Regions from separate parts of the Mus musculus genome. Here region 1 is linked to region 2. Evidence: chromatin contacts called from public Hi-C data. All regions are on one chromosome and are shown on one strand. The core of a region is the stretch at or near the end of the contact, and the rest is flanking DNA. Distances in the headings are between cores, read along the strand shown. Region 1 holds the start of Prex2 (phosphatidylinositol-3,4,5-trisphosphate-dependent Rac exchange factor 2). Region 2 has its middle 50 kb from the start of Prex2.

What was found. Hi-C and Micro-C count contacts between places; a contact is called where the count stands out from the background.
Region 1: a contact with region 2 is called in a Hi-C map of LSK cells, with 2.1 times the contacts expected there. The contact joins the promoter of Prex2 here to the enhancer-like site in region 2. A contact is called at or near these places in 1 of 484 Hi-C or Micro-C datasets (LSK cells), 2 of 115 datasets of contacts at active chromatin or transcription factors (embryonic stem cells and neural progenitor cells) and 1 of 9 other capture datasets (adipose tissue).

What each region holds. Positions count from the first base shown.
Region 1 is chr1:10,992,036-10,994,735 of GRCm38.p6, forward strand. It overlaps Prex2 (phosphatidylinositol-3,4,5-trisphosphate-dependent Rac exchange factor 2), which reads left to right and starts at 1,430. Exons shown (of 40, transcript NM_029525.1): 1 at 1,430-1,874. The coding sequence starts at 1,758.
Region 2 is chr1:10,941,832-10,944,531 of GRCm38.p6, forward strand. No RefSeq gene overlaps it. Among named protein-coding and RNA genes, the nearest start is that of Prex2, 50 kb to the right of the region's middle. Within about 2 kb of position 1,365, at least 9 of the 459 cell types and tissues checked have an H3K27ac peak or open chromatin away from gene starts, as enhancers often do. A contact at or near this core is called in LSK cells, where this site is marked.

The DNA of each region.
Region 1 (2,700 bases), core at 180-2,679, 50 kb after region 2:
TTTTTTTCTCTTGGGGGCAAAAAGTGCATTCATTCACTACTACCTGTGGAACACAGAGAGGTTGATTCCCACTAGCTGTTGGGTGTATTTCCTCTGCTTTCTGGTTTCTTTTGTTTATTGTTTACCAGGCTCTGTGAGGTCTGTCTTTTGCGTCCTTTGTTCTTCTGCTATTGTGTGAAGCTGTCCACACTATTTGCCCTTTGCTCCTGGCTGCCTCTAAATAGCCAGATGCAAGGGAAACAGAAAAGCTACCTTTCCCATCAGCGTCATTCATATTATTCAAATATTGAATCTTTAATATGAGAAGAAGGTACGAGATTCCTTTTTGTTTCATGGAAGTCACAATCATATTTTGAAAAGACTTATGGGAAACTGGAGATAACTTTAGTGTAAATAACGAGGGAAACATCTTTAGTTTATCTCAGGTTGCTGAATCTTGGAACAAGTTTGGCCGCCTCTTCCTTGCCTCAGGAGTGCGACTTCCATTTATTTAAATGTCATTAGCTGTACACTATGTAAAGTAGAAAAAATGGCTCTGAAAGTATGTGTTGATAATATCTAGATGGAAATGCAAATGGATCACTTGGTTTGTTAGATTTATAGGTTTTGGTTCTGGTCCCAAGGGAGAATTCAATAAACTTAAACATTAAAATCAAATGCGTTGGCCATTCCATTTCAAAACTGAAGCATAACTAGCTTCTGTGTGTCCTCTGTCAATCAGCTATCATCCACCTGTCTTTCAGGTATCATCTGTCAATCACCTACTATGCATCCTCATCCAACATTTGTATCTTTTTAAAATTACAATTCTTGGAAACAGCTGAGAACAAATATTCTTGAATTTAAACTGATAGTGAAATACTACAGTGAGACTTAAAAAATTTAGATACACCCGGTGTTACAAAGTACTCAGCCAGGGTGATGCTTATTCTATGTGAATCAGTGCATAGGTAAGGGCTGCTACTTTGCTCTGATGTCCTCATTTATCACACTAATTGACATTTCAAGCTTTGACAGAGGTTGTCTGCCTGTGAAATAACATTGTTTGCTGTTTTTTTCTATAAACCGAACCTGTTTCGTAGTAGACGAAAACTCAAAATCAATGTGTTCCTTGTCAAACGCGGGAGGGTCAGTGGTGTGGTTGTTTTGTTCCCAAGCAGTTATGTAACCGCGGGGACTTGTTTCTTTGCTTTCAGACTTGGTGCAAAACACATTAAAGCTAAACAGTGGGCGGGATTCCCAAGAGCAGCCCTCACAAGTGTCCTTCTAGGTTTGGGAACCTCGGATTAGTTCCATCCTGTGTGTGTGTGTGTGTGTGTGTGTGTGTGTGTGTTTAGTTAGCTGGCAGGATACACTTCCCCAGGGTTGTGTTTCCTTTTTCCTGAGATTTGGCTAAGGGTAAAGGGTCGGAGTCACATGGATTGAAAGCATTTGATTGATGTCCAAGTCACCGCTGTGGCTGGAGCCGCCTCCCCTCGGGCTGGAGCCGCGTGAGGCCGGAGCAGCGGGCCGGGCTGGGTTCCCGCTCTCCGGGGACTGTCCCGTTCTGAGTCCAGCGCGTCCCGCGCGTCCCGCGCTCGCACCGCAGCCCGAGCACAGTCCTCTGCCCACACCCCGGCCTCCGGCCAGCATGTGAAGCTACGCGTTCCGGCTGGGACTCGGCAGAGGCGGCAACTTTGCTGGCGGCAGTGGCGGCAGTGGCGGCAGCAGGCGCGGGGCAGCGCACTTGCCCCCAGCTCCGCGCCCCGCCGGCCACCATGAGCGACGAAAGCGCCAGGGAAGTAGACAAGCAGCTTCGCCTGCGCGTGTGCGTGCTCAGCGAGCTGCAGAAGACCGAGCGCGACTACGTGGGCACGCTGGAGTTCCTGGTGTCGGTGAGTAGCCGGCCCCGCGCACGGCACCAAGTCTGGAGCATTGTCTGCGCCAGCACCCGGCATCCGTAAAGGTGACGCGGGGACCGCGGGGACTCGGGGGACAGACCTGTAGATGAACGGGTGCAGAGTGGCCAAGGCCTTGAAGAACTCGCGTGGGAGAAGTTAACCAGTGGCCATTCTGCCTGTTCCATCTGCGCTTAATTTTCTTTATCCATCTCCCAGGGCAAATTTCATTGTGTCATTTTCCTTATCCTCTTTCTTTCGGCTCATATTTTGTTTTGATTTTGTGTCTCAATTTGCTACCTTCAGGTACATGCAGTGTTTTAAAAGTCCTTGAATGTTGTGTAGCCGGAGTCGGTTATTAGATCAACAGCAGTGAAGTCCCTTTAGGTATAATCATTGAAACGTTGGATTCTGAGGGTGGAGGCGAAGGAGCAAGAGCAGCGGGGTCACCATCCCTGGCAGCTGTTGCATATTAAAGCCACATGTGTGCGCCTCCCTCACAGCTCTACAATCTTCTTTCTCCTGATTTAAATCTGCCCTCCACTTGGGTCCTAGTCTCCTGTGCACGCCGACCACTTGAAAATGGTATCATGAAACTCACCTCGAGTCGACAATTTCAGGGTTTCACAGACTGGGCAGGAGCTGTTTCCAGGTCCCAGTTTGACTCACTGGAATTCTGCCCCCAAATCATTTCATTCAGTCTCAGAGCAGAAGAGGAAAAACTGTGGGAAAATGAACTCCTGAGACATCACCTAAGGATGGAATTTTCCTCATTGCGGAAAATACAAAGAATTTACAGCCAGTTCCTGTCCATCCTGATATA
Region 2 (2,700 bases), core at 115-2,614:
CAGGTCACTGTGGAGGCCAGCTTTGAGGTTTCTTATGCTCCAGCTCCACCCATTGTGGGATACAGTCCCTTTATACTGCCTCTGAATCAAGATGTAGCACTCTCAGCTCTTTATCCAGCACCATGTTTTTTTGTTTGTTTGTTTGTTGTTGTTATTTTTGTTTTGTTTTATTTTATGCTGCCATGCTTCCCACCATGATGATAATAGACTAAACCTCTGAAACTGCCAGCCCCAATTAAATATTGTCCTTTATAAGTATTGCCATGGTCAGTGTCTCTTCACAGCAATAAAATCCTAACTAAGGCTTGTGAATATATGGACAGAAATATTTGTCTACTCTTTAGAACAAACCTGAAAGTCAAAAAATTTCACAGAGATTCCACATGGTCTCAACAAAATAGAACAATTTGAAAAAGCAAAGTAGTACATTGAATGGTATAAAGAGTAAAATAAACCACTAAAGTTGCTTTCAAATCTTTTAAAAATGATTTATGTATTTATTTTAATTATTTATTTATTTTATGTTTATGGGCATCAGATCCCATGGGACCTCTGTTTATAGACAGTTGTGAGCTGCCATTTGGGCAGTAGAATGTCAACTCAGGACCTCTGGAACATCAGCCAGTGCTTATAAGCACTGAGTCATCTCTTCAGCCCTTGAAATCATTTTTTAAAAATTAGTCTGAGAATGATAATGACTGCTTGTAATCTCAGAACTCACATAGGAATCTGAGGCAGGAGGATAGTAAGTTGGAGGTCAGATTGAGCTATGTAGTAAGACCCTGTTGCAATGAAAAAAAGATGAAAGAATTATTCGGGAACCAGAGGTCTGAGATGGTGCAAGTATCAGTCAGCCCAACTCAACATGAACAGTAAAATATATGTAGCTTAGCCAATAGCAAGGAACCTCTAATAAGGTACTTTCCACATGAAGCAATGAAACACATTTCCTTCATCTTGATTTTTTGTTTGTTTGTTTGTTTGTTTGTTTTTCAAATGCCTAGCAAAACCTTTCTGTGGCTTCTCCTCCTAGTTGGTCTGACAGGCTGTCTAATTTATAAAATTACTATCTGTTCAAAAAAGCTCATTAAGATTTTTTGCAAGGAAACTATTTTCCTTTGCTTCTCCAATCAAGGTCCCATTTGTCCCAGTTCTCCAATGCTAACTGACAATTTTCTCTGAATTAGGCACTATTCCAGCCCTTGCAGGGCAAGTGAGCATTTGCAGAATTCGCTCACAAACGTGTAATCCTAAACACCGAACTGAGATGGATGAGAACAATCGTCCACAGTGAGACCTGCCTGCATAAGAGTCTCCCAACAGTAGGGGAGCCCTGTGGAAAGGCTTTTTGCAAGCCAGGAGGAAACCAAGTAAATGTGAAAAGGAAGAGGAAAGGGAAATGGAGATTTGTGGCCTGTTTGGATGCTGCACTATTTGAAGCAGGCTCTTGCTTTCAGTTTTGAGGGCTTTTAAAATTGTGTCTGCTACTCCCCATGATCAACATGTTAGGGAACTTAACTTCTAGCCCCTGGTGTGTTTGTAGTTTGCTTTCCTGAGAATGCTGTTTCTGCTTAACATTGAGGCTAGTTCTACACTGGTCTTCTCCCGATATGCCAACTGTCTCTTTTCTTTTGAAAAACAAATATTTTCTTTTGATCTTCTCAATGAAATGTCTTCATCTTTAAACATGAAGTGAATTTAAAACCTGCTTTAAGCACCTGCTCTTCTTACAGTGTGTGTGGGTGGTGGTGGTGGAGGGGTCTTTGTGCGAGCTCATTAGTGCAAAATGAGACTTAAAGAAATGATTTTTTTAAAGTGTCATGAGAATTTAGTTTCTTTGGCTGGAAGTGTTGCTCAGTCACATGTGTGCTTACCTAAAATGTATAGTTCTGGGGTCACATAAAGCCAAACCTGATATGACATTGTAGAACCTGCCTGCAGTCCAGTCACTTGGAAGTGGGGGCAAGATCAGACTTTCAAGGTTGGAAATTTGAGGTCAGTATGGCATACATGAGATCCAGTCTCAAGCAACAACAAAATTCTTTAATAGGAGGCTTAAGACATCTTTCATTAAGAAAAAACTTATGTAAGGAAGTTTTATCCAGGAACTCTCAATAATATGGTTACCAAAACAATGACATTATAAATGGGGGAAATTCCACATGTCTACACTGCTACTACTACCACAATCATTTAATGACTACTGAGGGGGAGACTTTGATGAGGCTCCTAACTGGTTATCCAATACCAAGTAGTCAGCTCTAAACACACACTCATACATACATATATACATACATACATACATGCATGAGCAATACTAAATGTGCAAAGCAAGCTATATTTATCTATGTATATGTATAATACATTGCATATATTATATACATATATATGTATGCATTATACATATATAATTATTATATGTATCATAATTAAGGAAAAAGAGGCCATAAGTTTAAAAGGGAGCAGAGTAGGGAAGAGTAACCAAGGGGTAACTGGGAGAGACAAAAGTGAGGAAATAATATAGATATAGTCCTCACATATGGAAATCTCAGAAAGTAATAAACATTTTTTTTAAAAAGTTGCATTTGCAACAAATTCATTAGAGTGAGTATATGTGTTTGATGTTTTTCTGAATCTGTTATAGACTCAGGTCTATTTTAGAATAATTGCAAGTGTCCTTGTTGTAAAACAATGCAGAAT